Linked DNA regions of Mus musculus: region 1 is linked to region 2. The links are chromatin contacts, called in public Hi-C maps. All regions are on one chromosome and are shown on one strand. The core of a region is the stretch at or near the end of the contact, and the rest is flanking DNA. Distances in the headings are between cores, read along the strand shown.

The links. A called contact is a pair of places that touch in the nucleus more often than the background predicts.
Region 1: a Hi-C map of the C2C12 cell line shows a contact between it and region 2, with 9 times the contacts expected there. The contact joins two enhancer-like sites. A contact is called at or near these places in 2 of 15 datasets of contacts at CTCF or cohesin (embryonic stem cells and large pre-B cells), 15 of 484 Hi-C or Micro-C datasets (the C2C12 cell line, cortical neurons, differentiating embryonic stem cells and 5 more) and 1 of 9 other capture datasets (embryonic stem cells).

Annotation. Positions count from the first base shown.
Region 1 is chr11:113,163,484-113,166,907 of GRCm38.p6, reverse strand. The region is part of intron 1 of 2610035D17Rik (RIKEN cDNA 2610035D17 gene); the gene reads left to right. All of the region lies in intron 1 of LOC115487747 (a long non-coding RNA gene), which reads left to right. Among named protein-coding and RNA genes, the nearest start is that of Gm39467, 31 kb to the right of the region's middle. Within about 2 kb of position 1,592, at least 86 of the 459 cell types and tissues checked have an H3K27ac peak or open chromatin away from gene starts, as enhancers often do. A contact at or near this core is called in the C2C12 cell line, where this site is marked.
Region 2 is chr11:112,070,197-112,073,974 of GRCm38.p6, reverse strand. No RefSeq gene overlaps it. Among named protein-coding and RNA genes, the nearest start is that of Gm39461, 85 kb to the left of the region's middle. Within about 2 kb of position 2,159, at least 4 of the 459 cell types and tissues checked have an H3K27ac peak or open chromatin away from gene starts, as enhancers often do. A contact at or near this core is called in the C2C12 cell line, where this site is marked.

The DNA of each region.
Region 1 (3,424 bases), core at 343-2,842, 1.1 Mb before region 2:
CATGTATACACTCGCACAAGCATGCAAGTGTGTTTCTGCAAGTGGGAATGTCAGAGCTATGAGCCTCCAGGGGAGGGAGGGTTGAGAACAGTTTCTTTGTATCTGGCAGTTGGGGTGTCATTGAATAACCTTGAGTCCTGGCAGCTCCAAGGGCGAGCTGGGCACGCTGGCCTGGAAGTCAATTGCAGAAGCCAGAGCAGGGAGGGGCCCATGCAGAAGGTGCTTCCGGGAGGGAGGCCTAAGATTGGTGTGGGAGTGAAGCTAGAAAGGGCAGGGTCCACCCTGAAGGCCTCAGCCCCTCACCTGCACAATCTCTCATGCCCAAACCTAGCTAGGCATTTCTAGCCAGCTCTGTCTGCAAAGATGCCCCTCCCTCTTGAAAAATGTGCACATCTCTGTCTGATAAAACCTTGTTCCCCCTGGAGGGAGAGAAAGGAGGGAGGGAGGGAGGGAGGGAGGGAGGGAGGGAGGATGGCGTCTGGAGGCAGGAAGCCAGTGTTGGAATCCAGGCCTGGCTTTGTCCCTCTCCAATGGGCAGCTAGGGGTAGGGTGTTTCATTTCTGGGTTCTGCCTTTCCTATAGAAAAAGATCATAAAAAGAACCCATCTCCTAAGGTTGTGGTGAAAGCTGAACAAGGTCCTGTGTGCAGTGGAGCCAGCACTAGGACAGAGATTGCATGTGCAGAGCCAGCACTAGGACAGAGGGCGCCCCACTGTTCTGTCCGCCTTTACACAGCACTGCCCCCTCTCATGTCTGCAACTCTATTTTCTGCTGGAAACGGTATCAGAATATATTAAGTAGAAAATTTCAGAAATAAAGAATTTGTAAATATTGAGTGATTTTTTTAACACCCCCCCCCCAGTGTATTGTTATAATTATTCTGGTTGTTTAATAGTTATTGATAATCTCTTAATTTGCTTTTCATACTAAATTCTATCATAGTTATAAATGTGCAGGAAAATAATATAATTAGGTCTTCAGATATACACTGGTCTGGAACACTCCTCTATTTGCAAAGTATGTGTTTTTATTTTTGTGTTTTGAGTCCTTCTTGGACTGTAATTTGACTCCAAGGACCAGATCTGTCCCAGGAGGCACTTGGAATTAAATGCTGAGTTCCAGAAGGGAGTGTTAAAGCCATGGCCTGTCAGGGCTGCAGGCGGCAACTCCCACTCGGAGGCTCCATTCCTTCCCACAGCCTGGACTCGCAGCTGCCTTGCTGTCTCTCTGTTGCCCCATCCCTGCATAATTCAGGCAGGCTGATAGGCCTGCTACTCAGGTGGTGCCCTCTCTGCCCCATAGCTCTTGAGAAACCTGTAGGCTCTGAGCACATTGCTAGAGGAGAGGGCGGTGCCTGGGTTATGACCTCTCTCAGAGTTGGAACAGGGTCTCCGAACATCCTCCAGGGCAGATTCCAGGTCAGCCCTGGAGGGTGTCGCATGCCTTGACAGATGGTGTCCGGCTGTAGGCTCCTGCCCCACGTCCTGGAATGAAGGCTTGGCAGCCCTGTTTTCTCCAGGGACAGTTGACACTGGGAACCCTGGACATTGTCCCTGAGCTCAGGGCATGCGTCTCGCGACCATTCGCAAACTGACCACTTGATGGCGCTGTGGCTCCACCGTGTGCCTGCTTTCTCCTCCGGGCCCCTGGCTGAGCTGCAGTGGTCATCCAGGCGCCCGACTGTGCCCTGGCTGCTGGTGGGGCGCAGCGCCTGACGCCTGCCCGTTCTGCTTGAGCACAAATGCAGAGCTCAGAGCTAGTTTCTCCTGCAGCGAAGGAAGTTTGGGGTGTTGGTATTGTGTTCTGTGCTGTGTGTTCCTGCAGCTTCCCCAGCAGCGGGTCAGACGCCCTAGTGTGCTAAAGAACGGTTTAGAGCCATCTGCATCCTGACCTGGTGGTGATCACTGTCTTTGGGGCAGAAGTGATAGCTAGTCTGAACTCTTGTCTAGAGTTTGTACTTAGGAGAGAAAGCTAGCTAAACACAGAATGGAAGAAGGGTAGGAAGAGGAGGAAGAAGAGGAAGAGGAGGAGGAGAAGGAGGAGAAGGGGGGGGCGGGGGAAGAAGAGGAGGAAGGAGGAGAGATTGGAAACTCTTTCCTAGATGAGCTTTGCAGTCATTCTGTGTCAAACCCTTCAAGGGGCGACCGAAAACAAAGAGCCTCCGTGAGTTTGCCTTAGAAATAGTTCTCTCCGAGGTCTATTCTGGTTGCACAAATGTGTACCCCTTCCACCCCTGAGCAGGGTCACTTCATTCATTCCGTTTTCAGTGCACACCCACTCACTGCGGAGCCAAGGGGTTTCCTCACAAGCTTGTTTGTAGATGTTGTTTTAAAAGCACGTCCTTCTTTGGGGTTTCTGTACGCAGAGGCAGGGGTTTGGGTCACCCGGGTCTCACTGAAGCTATGGTTTGGGGGGGGGGGAGGGGGGCGGGGGGCGTTTGGAAGAAGGTGATAAGATTGTCTCTTACAGGGAAAGCCAAATGAAGAGCTAAGCTCCTGATTGGAAGTGCTTTCCTTTTTGTAGCTCCATTTAAGACCAGGACTGTTCTCAGGAAAACAGAGTAGGTTCTGAGTTCAGGCCTCTCTTCTGGGGCTCCTCTCCCAGAAGCCCTCTGTCTCTGTGGAGGTCAGAGCCTTTCCCAGCTGCCTGGGCCAGTGACTGAGAGGCGAGTCCCAGGGGTCACTGCACCAGACCCTTGCCCCCCTGGAACAAATGCAGCCGGCTGGTGGGGGTGGGGGTGGGGGCTGGGGGCTGGGCTGCTCCTCCTAGATCTGCCTGCCCCTAGGGCCAGGCACAGTGTGGGGCCTGAGCTAGACTTGTCCAGAGGCAGGCAGGGCTAAGGGAGGTTGTGACCCCACCCCAGCTGGGGAGGGCAGTGGGAAAGGAGGAACCTGGAGAAGCTGTCCTAGCCAAGCAGGCTAACTCCCAGCTTCCCCTGGGCCAGAGGGCCCCCTGTCGCCTGGCAAAGGACAATTTGTACTTTTATTCTTACGCTATCCTAAGGCTCACTCACCTGCAAGTGTACTATCTGGTGCCTCACAGAGGCTCAGGAGTTGTGTGGCTTCTCAAAAAAGAGAAAGGAGACCACGGAAAGAGAGGCAGGAACGGAAAGGAGACCCACCATCAGTCACTGCAGCACGTGGACCCCCATGATAGCCCAGGAAAGCCCAGCGTGTCCGCTGTGTCCACACGGCCCCGAGCAGCTCTGTGCGAATGTGGCTCTTCAGCCATGCAGAGCTCTTGATTACCAAGACAGGAACTCACAGACACTCACAGTTCAGGTTTCAAGATGGAATACATCCATTTCAGTTACAGGGTGTGTGTGAAGAGCATGGAGTTGGTGGCCAGTCTCTTCCCTATATTAGAGTTCTGGAATCCATCTTGAGTTGGTTTTTGTCTACGGGACGGAGTTTCCTAAAAGACC
Region 2 (3,778 bases), core at 910-3,409:
CCTATCTGAATCATTCATTCTCTCTTTCCATGACACAAGCCCTCTCTCTCAAAGTACCAGATGCAAGCCTTTAATTTTTTAAAATCTAAACTGTGTGGTGGAGTCCACCCAACTATTAAAAACACAAACCATGTAGCCACAGACCGGCCAGTCTGAAAGCAAACCTATGTGTGAAGTCTGACACGGCTTGTCCACTCCAAGCAACTAAGACAATGTCCCCACTGAAAACGAGGCAGAAGAGTCTCTACGATGGCAAACAATGCATTCATTGTTGCTCATGACATCGAGTGCTATCAGTCAGAGCTAGAGAATGTATCCAGAGAGGTGAAAAAGACATTCACAAAAAAAGGACAGCATCATCAACATACCTGATGGCCTGGCAGGGTTGATCCAGAAAACACATCATGCAAGAGTTGGCATAATGCAGGAGACTACAATCTTTGCAGTGAATAGCATGTAGGGTTCAGTGAGAACCCCCACTCTAGTGTATTATAATCAATAGCTTAATGCAACCACAAAGAAGTGAAGGTTCTACCAATAACAACAAGATTCTGCATTATTAAGAGGAGGGAGTTGCATGCCATAGCCACATGGCAAAAGGTGTGGGGCTTATAAACACACAAGTGAAAGGCACACAGACACACAGATACACACACACACACACACAAGTTAATTTTGATATGCCTTGACTAGCTCAATGGTAAAGCATTTCTAATCCTCCCCAAGGCTAACAGACACTCTTCTCATTGGTATTCCTGAGTTAATATCTTTTAAAATCTATATTTTATCTTTGCTGCCCTGGCTCCTTCTGAGTGGCCCCTATCTTTGCTGCCCAAGATGCTTCTGGGCAACCCTTCAGGGGGCAGCTTTCCTTCTTGTACCTACGTGTCACCTGCCAGCAATTCCTCCCTCCAGCTCCTTCCCTGTATGGTTTGCTGCTTCTCCTCAGGGTGGACCTCGTTCATCCCCTGGGGAACCTAGAAGTCTCTCCTCTTACACCCTGCCCGGCTATTGGCTGTTGACTATTGATCAATCAAAAATCAACTGGGGACAGGGACCTTCAGTGTTTGGACATACAGATTCCCAATATTGGGAGCTAAATTAAGACAAAACATTAGATCCAATTTCTAACAGATATGTTCTTACATATTAATGCACATTAGATAATCAAGATAACAAATTAATACCCTTATGGTTGGTCTTCCTCCACAAAATCTTCAATAGTTTCACAAGACACCAATTATGGTAAAAGATACTAATTTTGTGACATAGAACCCAGGGAGTATTTTTTTTAATACAAAAGATTTAAATGATCTGAGTAAAAACCAAAGTTCAGAAAATAGTTTAGATGGGGTCCAGAGAGATGGCTCTTGCAAAGAAGGCGGGTTTGGTTGTCAATCCCCACTTCCTTTGGCTCACATTTGCTTTCACTACAGCTCCAGGAGCTCCTTCCTCCCTCTTCTGGCCTTCATGGGCACTGTACATACCTCCACAGAGACACACAAGCTTACATACAAAACTAAATGTCTTTTTTGCATTAATTAATTAATTAATTAATTAATCAATCAACTAACTAATTTACTTTGCATCCTGATCACAGCTCTCCCTCCTCCCAGTCCCACCCTTACAAATTCCTCCTCTCCTTATGCCTTCCCCTTATCCTTAGAGAATAGGAAACTCTCTGTCCCCCCCACCCCTTACCATCCTGCCCTGGAATGTCCAGACACAGACTAAGAGCAGCCTCTCCCACTGAGACCCAACAAGGCTGTCTAATTAGGAGAAAGGGGACCTGATAGCAGGCAACAGACAGAAGCAGCCTCTGCTCCAATTTCAAAACTAAATTTCTATTCTTCTGCACTACAATGGATGCATCCTGCTGAAGCACAGTGTTTGGTTCCAAGGGAAGATGGTCCCAGATTACCATTTGGCCCAGGCTGCTGCTCTGAGTTTATACACTGATTAGTTAGCTTTCTCAAGTACCGAGTTGCCAATGCAACTCAGCAAGATGATAGCAAACACGTTTGATATTTTAAGTAACGTGTCTGTGACATACGGAGGGATATTGAAACACCATTAGCTCTTTCTGTTCAGTGATCACGTCAACTTTAGTAACTCCAAAGTTCTGCGAGTGACAAGAATAGAACACTGGGGGCACTTGCCACGTCATTGTGCGTCAGTCTAAATGGAACATTTCCTACCCAAAAGTGAAAATAGCCTACTTTGGCACTTCTCTGGGATGGGGAAGGAAAAACACAATCATCTGTCAAAGACACTATTTTTATGAGGATTTAACTGGGCACAAATTGAATTTGTGGCTTGGCCAAGGACATAAATATTTGCAAAACATCTTGAAGATGACAGTGATATCCACATTGCCAGTGGGAGCAGCTTAAAAATGATATTATGCTGTTGCATGCCTCTCAAAAAATGCTGACTAACAAGGTGACTGGCCCACCATTCCGGCTACATGCATTCATTCCCCATCATAAAATTCGGCCTTTGCAGAGCATGTTAGCTCTCTTACAGTGCTGAGTGGTAAATTCTCTACAGAACTAAATGGCGCCCAACAGAACTCTTGAATTCCCATTTCCCCTACCCTTGCGGCTGCTCTAGAAGCCAGAGAAATTCTAGCAAAAATGTCATTCCAATATTATATTAAGTTTACCATTAAAGAAAGAGGTCTACTTGTCAGCAAAGACCATGCCCAGTGAAAACCAAGAATTACAGTGTTGTGAAGCTAGAGAGATGACTTAGTGACTAAAAGATCTCGGTGCCGCCAAAGCATAAGGGTCTGAGTTTGGATCTCCAGCACCTATGAAGATGTTCAGTGCATAGCACATATCTGCAACCCCAGCACTTCTATGGCGAGATGGAAGGAGTCAGACATACACATGATAGAGCAAGAAAATGGGCCCTGCCTCAAACACGGTGGAAGGCAAGACTGACACCTGGGTCATTCATTCTCTAGCCTCCATGTGCATGAAGTGTGTGTCCCCCTTCGGCATCTATGCACACATATTATACATGTGTGCATCGTACCGATCCACATGTACCCAACCTCACCTGTATCCAGACACACACCAAGTTTAAAAGAAGGAAAAGATGATATTCTTTTCTAAGAATTACAGTGGCACAAGAAAAATACATGTTAAAAGATTACTCTTTGCTGTTTCTGTTACCAGGATAGTGCACATAATTTTGGCTAAACTTGAATAGTGTGCTGGAGCCATGGCTCAGTGGGTAAGAGCACTGACTGTGGATCCAAAGGACCTCGGTTTAAATCCCAGCATCCTGCTTGATGGCTTCCAGCAGTCTGAACTGTCATGCCGGGCAGTGATGGCATATGCCTTTAATCCTAGCACTTGGGAGGCAGAAGCAGGTAGATTTCTGAGTTCGAGGCCAGCCTGGTCTACAGAGTGAGCTCCACGACAGCCAGGGCTACACAGAGAAACCCTGTCTCGGGGAAAAAAAAACAAAAACAAACAAACAAACAAAAAACACAAAAACAAAAACAAAACAAAACAAAACAAAACAAAACCACCAAAAAAACCTTGAATAGAGTTCCTGCAATTGTTGTAGGTCAGATGAGGTGGAGGTTTCCCGTGGGAGTGCTATGTGAAGGAGATCTTAATTTACAGAAACTGGTTCCCCCGGTCCTTTTGTTCCCATGATATTCAGTGATTGAACACGATAATATTTGGAAATATTTCCTCACACTCTTGGGTGCCAGGATGAGGTTGAAATGCCCAAGACATTTCCTAGGAAAAACAAAAGCTGT